Linked DNA regions of Zea mays: region 2 is linked to region 1. The links are chromatin contacts, called in public Hi-C maps. All regions are on one chromosome and are shown on one strand. Each heading gives the region's core, a stretch centred on a gene start, on an enhancer-like site or on the middle of the called end of the contact. The rest is flanking DNA. Distances are from core to core; before and after follow the strand shown. Region 1 holds the start of LOC542206 (minichromosome maintenance protein). Region 2 holds the start of LOC100274569.

The links. Hi-C and Micro-C count contacts between places; a contact is called where the count stands out from the background.
Region 2: a contact with region 1 is called in a Hi-C map of leaf, with 5 times the contacts expected there. The contact joins the promoter of LOC100274569 here to the promoter of LOC542206 in region 1. A contact is called at or near these places in 3 of 25 Hi-C or Micro-C datasets (ear, endosperm and leaf).

The regions. Positions count from the first base shown.
Region 1 is chr8:113,060,414-113,063,113 of Zm-B73-REFERENCE-NAM-5.0, reverse strand. LOC542206 (minichromosome maintenance protein) reads left to right here and starts at 1,255. Exons shown (of 18, transcript NM_001111819.1): 1 at 1,255-1,397; 2 at 1,512-1,664; 3 at 2,043-2,183; 4 at 2,383-2,545; 5 at 2,627-2,700. The coding sequence starts at 1,321.
Region 2 is chr8:113,348,433-113,351,132 of Zm-B73-REFERENCE-NAM-5.0, reverse strand. It overlaps LOC100274569, which reads left to right and starts at 1,381. Exons shown (of 5, transcript NM_001358397.1): 1 at 1,381-1,808; 2 at 2,575-2,700. The coding sequence starts at 1,501.

The sequences.
Region 1 (2,700 bases), core at 6-2,505:
TCTAACAGCTTTTCTATATATTTTTTGCACTTTAGAGAGTCATTCACGTTTTCTATATTTGGCTAGCGAAAAACCCGAAATAGAAAATGACTATATTTAGATAATCATTTAGATAAGCTGTTGGAGGATTTAGATAAGTTGTTGGAGGGTATTTTTTTTAAAAAACTCAATTTATATCAGACCATGTTTGGTTTCTTTAGGGGGTGTTTGGTTTATAGGGACTAATGTTTAGTCCCTTCATTTTATTCCTTTTTAGTATATAAATTGTTAAATATAGAAACTAAAATAAAGTTTTAGTTTCTATATTTGGTAATTTTAGAACTAAAATGGAATAAAACGTAGGGACTAAACATTAGTCCCTACAAACCAAACACCCCCTTAGTCTAGGGACTAAAGTTTAGTTAGGGGACTAAAGTTTAGTCCCTAACATGTTTGGTTCTATGGGCTAAAAATAGTAAGAATATACTAAATGACTCATAAGAAGACTAAAATAGCATTTAACATTCTCCTGTTATTAGTACAATTGAACTAAATGAGGGGTAAATGTGAAATTAATATGGTTTAGTCTCTTTTAGCACATATGTGAAGGACTAAATACGAAATCATTTTAGTCCATATTTTAGTCCTAGTGTTTGGTAAAAAAAGGACTAAATGAGACTAAAAACTAGAGACTAATCTTTAGTCTCTAACCAAACACCCCCTCAATTAGAAAGAAGATGAAACCCTTTTAGAGCTGCTCTTAGCTAGACTGTTTAAGCGTCTTTAGATAATTTTAGAAGTTAACTAAATATTTCATCCGTTTTTTAGTTATCGCTGGATAGTTTAATTTTATAGTATTTAATGATAAATAAAACGAAACGGAGGTAGTATGAATCCAACCTGATGCCGTGTGCTACTGCTACCTGTCCGTCAGCAACGCCTCCTGCGCTCTTGGGTTGGCGTGTCACAGAATTAGTCCGGCCCATTGGATCCCAGCCCGTTTCACGTCTTCACACCGCAGCCCACCGCACCTGCCCCACCAGCTATCCTTCAGCCCAAGGAATGAACGACAACTCCCTTCCGCTCTGCGGTCCCCGCGTGCCAGAGACAGTAAAACCGTCTCCGGTCCACGGACCCGGTGCACGATACCCACCCGCTCGGTAGGCGCGAAGATTTGGCGCCAAGCCGCCGCCTTCTTTCCCGCCAAGACCACTCCCCACCTGCCGTCGCCTTCTTCTTCCCCAACCCTATTACAAACCCTGGTTCAGACGACAGTGCCAATCTCCAACTCATACCCCTATTCCAGACCCTGATTCTTCCACAAGGGGGCAGTTGTCGGTGATGGAGGCGTTCGGCGGGTTCTTCGTGGACGAGAAGGCAGCGCGGGTGGAGAACATCTTCCTCGAGTTCCTGAAGCGGTGAGCCAGTCGCGCCGCCGCTGCCGCCTCCGGATCAGCCATTTGTATGTCTTCCTCCTTTAGGTTCTGCCCGTCTGACTGAGGCGGTGGGGATGGTGTTCTTGGATTATGCAGATTCAAGGAGTCTGATGGCGCGGGGGAGCCGTTCTACGAGGCGGAGATGGAGGTGATGCGGTCGCGGGAGTCCACTACCATGTACGTAGACTTTGCGCACGTCATGCGCTTCAACGACGTCCTCCAGAAGGCCATCTCTGAGGAGTACCTCAGGTCAGACTAGAGTTCCTTTTACATTTTGGTGTGACCTGGTGGAAACTGTATCTGTGAAACTAAAGGTGATAGGTTTGGTTCAGTTACTCGAATTTAAGATTGAAATTGGTCCGAATTCTTATGTTTTGATTGGAGACAGTTGGAGAAATGGGGATGGGGCGATTTGGTTAACCTCTGGTCTGGGAGTTTCTTCGTTAGATTTCAGGACAATCAACTGGACAAAGAAATACAGTACTAGTTTGTTATCGGCTTTCAGTATCCTGTTTATGTGTTCTTTCATTATACTTAATTAGAAAAATAGTATCTTTGCTACACTTTGAACTTCAATTTGCAACCTTTGTAATATGTCAAAGTAAGCCCAATCTTTTATTTATTCAGGTTTGAACCGTACTTGAGGAATGCATGCAAGAGGTTTGCGTTGGAGCACCGGGCTGGCGAGAACCGTGCCCCGCTCATCTCAGATGATAGCCCCAACAAAGATATCAACATTGCTTTCTATAACATCCCGATGCTGAAAAAGTAGAGCCTACTGCCCCTGGTTTATCTTGTATTTGTTTTGTTTTCAATTTTAGGAGAAGAAAATGCTATTTTCTTGTGATTTAGCATGTTTCATGGATTGTGCAAAGCGATTGTCTTTAGCAATCCTAAGATAAATTCTACGTGGATGCTTAACTGCAAGATAGTGAACCAAAATTTGACCGGAATTACTGTTATGCAGACTGAGAGAGCTTGGGACAGCCGAAATTGGTAAGCTCACATCAGTAATGGGTGTTGTGACACGGACAAGTGAAGTGCGGCCTGAACTATTGCAAGGAACCTTCAAATGTCTCGACTGTGGGAATGTTGTGAAGAATGTGGAGCAGCAGTTCAAGTACACTGAGGTATTACGTCTGAAAATGTATCCCATTATCTTTTCACTAATGCATTGTGTGTAATGATGGGTTCTTGTATCTTGTTTACAGCCGATAATATGCGTTAATGCAACATGCCAGAACAGAACAAAATGGGCCCTTCTTCGTCAGGAAAGCAAATTCAC
Region 2 (2,700 bases), core at 132-2,631, 290 kb before region 1:
ATAACTACAAAGGAAGGACGAGGATAATAAGAGGAAGCTCGGCAAGCGACAAATCAAAGAGAGGGGTGGTGGGGAGGGCAAATTGCTGCCAACGAGAGAGAACTCCAATGACAATAATGAGGTAGTGGAGGATAGAGTTAGGGCTAGGGTTTGCGAGGGCTGATAGTATCTTAAATGGATGAGAGGAAGCAGGGGCACAGTCGACATTCTGTTGTGGCCACTAGCATGGTATCCACAATGGTAGCAAGCATTTGATGGATGATGTCGCAAGTGGCCAATTGAAGGAAGGGGAGGGGAGCTGGAAGAGGCACACACTCAATGATGAGCGAGCCAGTGTGATAGCAATGGTGCTCCATGCGGCTAATGGGCGAATGGGCGGGTCCTTGGAGCGAGCGACATAGGGAGAAAGGGAGTGGGCGCATGCCGAATGTCAGGCAAGCCTAGGATGTCAACAACAGAGAAGGGAGGGGATTTTTAAATTTAAACTCATGATAATGGTTTCTACAAAGTTCACTCAAAATGACCATTAGAGAGATAAAATTGAGAGGATATCATTTTAGACAAAATCATTTATAGTTATCTAGTGTCACTCATGATAATATTTTCAAATTGAGCTCTTTGATGTCTAGGTCATCAGCTACATGGGACCTTTCCCAATGTCATATGATTACAAATCAAGTTATCTAGTGTCACTTGTGAGACCAATATTTCTACTCCCTCCATCCCAAAATATAATTCGTTTTAGACTAAACTTCATTATATAATTTTATCTCAGTTTAATCAAACCACCTTACTCCACAGAACACTCATGGCCGATAAAAGATAAAAAAACGTGGATATGCAACGTCTTTATTTTTTCTTCCATCCTTCATCTCCATTTTCAGCGTGTTGAGGTTTTGCATCATATAGTCTATGTCATCTTATCTTCATGGCCTTCATGTAGCTCACTTCTACCACTTAATCTTTCATGTATTTTATAAAATTATTAGTTTACAGTTATTGTTATTAGTTATCAAAGCTCAAATGTATCTACTGCTTCTATCTGCAAAAAAAAATGAAAAATCAAATGATTTATAGTTTGACCAAACATTATATAGAAATATGCCTAGAAATATACTAATATCTATGGTACAAAATAAGTATCCATGAGTTGATTTATTGTGGCACATCTAATTAAAAATATAAATGTTGATATAAATTACTATAAAACTTCGGTTAAAATTGAACTAATTTGATCTGGTATGTATTACTCCGCACATCCACGGATTTTAGTATAAGCCAAGTGTAACCAACCCAGCTCGACCCAGGGAAGCTTCACCTGATCACCCTTCAAACAAATCACTCTTCGCTCCGGCTCCGACTCGCACTCTTTCCCCTTCCCTTCCCTTCCCACTCCCAGGCTCCCACTCTCACCCCTTCCGCCTACCCACGCAAACGGCACACGAACTAACAGCCACCTCTCACGTCCCCCACCCTCTGGTTCATGTCCTGCTGCTCCCCATGTCGCCTCCACTCGAGCTCGACTACATAGGCCTCTCGCCGCCGGCGGCAGCCGCCGCCGCTGAAAACGACGAACTGAAGGGTACTGAGCTCCGCCTCGGGCTGCCAGGGTCCGGGTCGCCGGACCGCCGTGTCGTGGCTGCCACCGCGACCACCCTGGACCTGCTCCCGGCCAAGGGCGCCAAGCGCGGGTTTTCTGACGAGGCGCCCCCGCCATCGCCTGTTGCCACTGCCGGAAAGGGAAAGAAGGTGGCAGAAGAGGAGTACGACGAGAAGAAGGTGGCAGCGACCCCGCAGCCGGCCGCCAAGTAGGTCGAATGTGGAAGTGGATCTTGGGGTTTTGCCGCCTCAAACGAAAAAAGGGGAAGGCTTGGGGCTTTGCGCTGCCAGCGCGTTCATCTGCCGTTCTTGGGACTGCGGCCACTAGTGGTTTGCAAATTGTTTGTGATTGTTGCCCCTTTGTTGGGGGGTCTTTGGGTGCAAGTTCTCTGCTATTTGGGAAATCTTGCTGGGCCTTTTGAGTTTATGACATTTGCAGGTTCTATAACAGAAAATTATCTTTGGAAATTCTGTGCTTTTCAGGGAAACAAAAGAGTAGGAGGAGTTGAAAAGGGGACTGAATTGCATGTCAGAGGGATCTCTGTTGGCGTGATATTTTCGATTTGTGTACTCTTCTTTGGGTGGGAATTTCAGTTTATCTTGGGGCCTAGAGGAGGGAAACTAAAGTTGCAGCTTTGTGGTGTTCTTTTTAAATTCCCACTTTTCCTCCAAATTCTCTACTTTCGAAAATGCGCTCTTTCAATTTATCTTTCAGAATCCTTGCTTTGTTTTTCACTTTTTCTTGCTTGCTCAAGCTCTTCTCATCTTCTTCTCTGCTCTCCCTGCTTTGTTTTTGTTGTATTTTGTACAAAACATTTTGATCCGTCATTATCTTGCTCAAATTCTGTAACTTTCATCCCAAAGTTCGCCAGAATTCGTTTCTTTTTTATTTTGTTACCAGTAGAGCATCTCCTGATCTACCTCTTCGTCGTGTTTGGTAAAGACTATTGAGCTCAGGTGTGTTGCGTTGTGCAGAGCACAGGTGGTGGGATGGCCACCAGTCTGCAACTACCGCAAGAACACGATGACTACCACCCAGCTGGAGGGCAGCAAGGAGGATGGTGATGCCAAGCAGGGTCAGGGGTTCCTGTACGTCAAGGT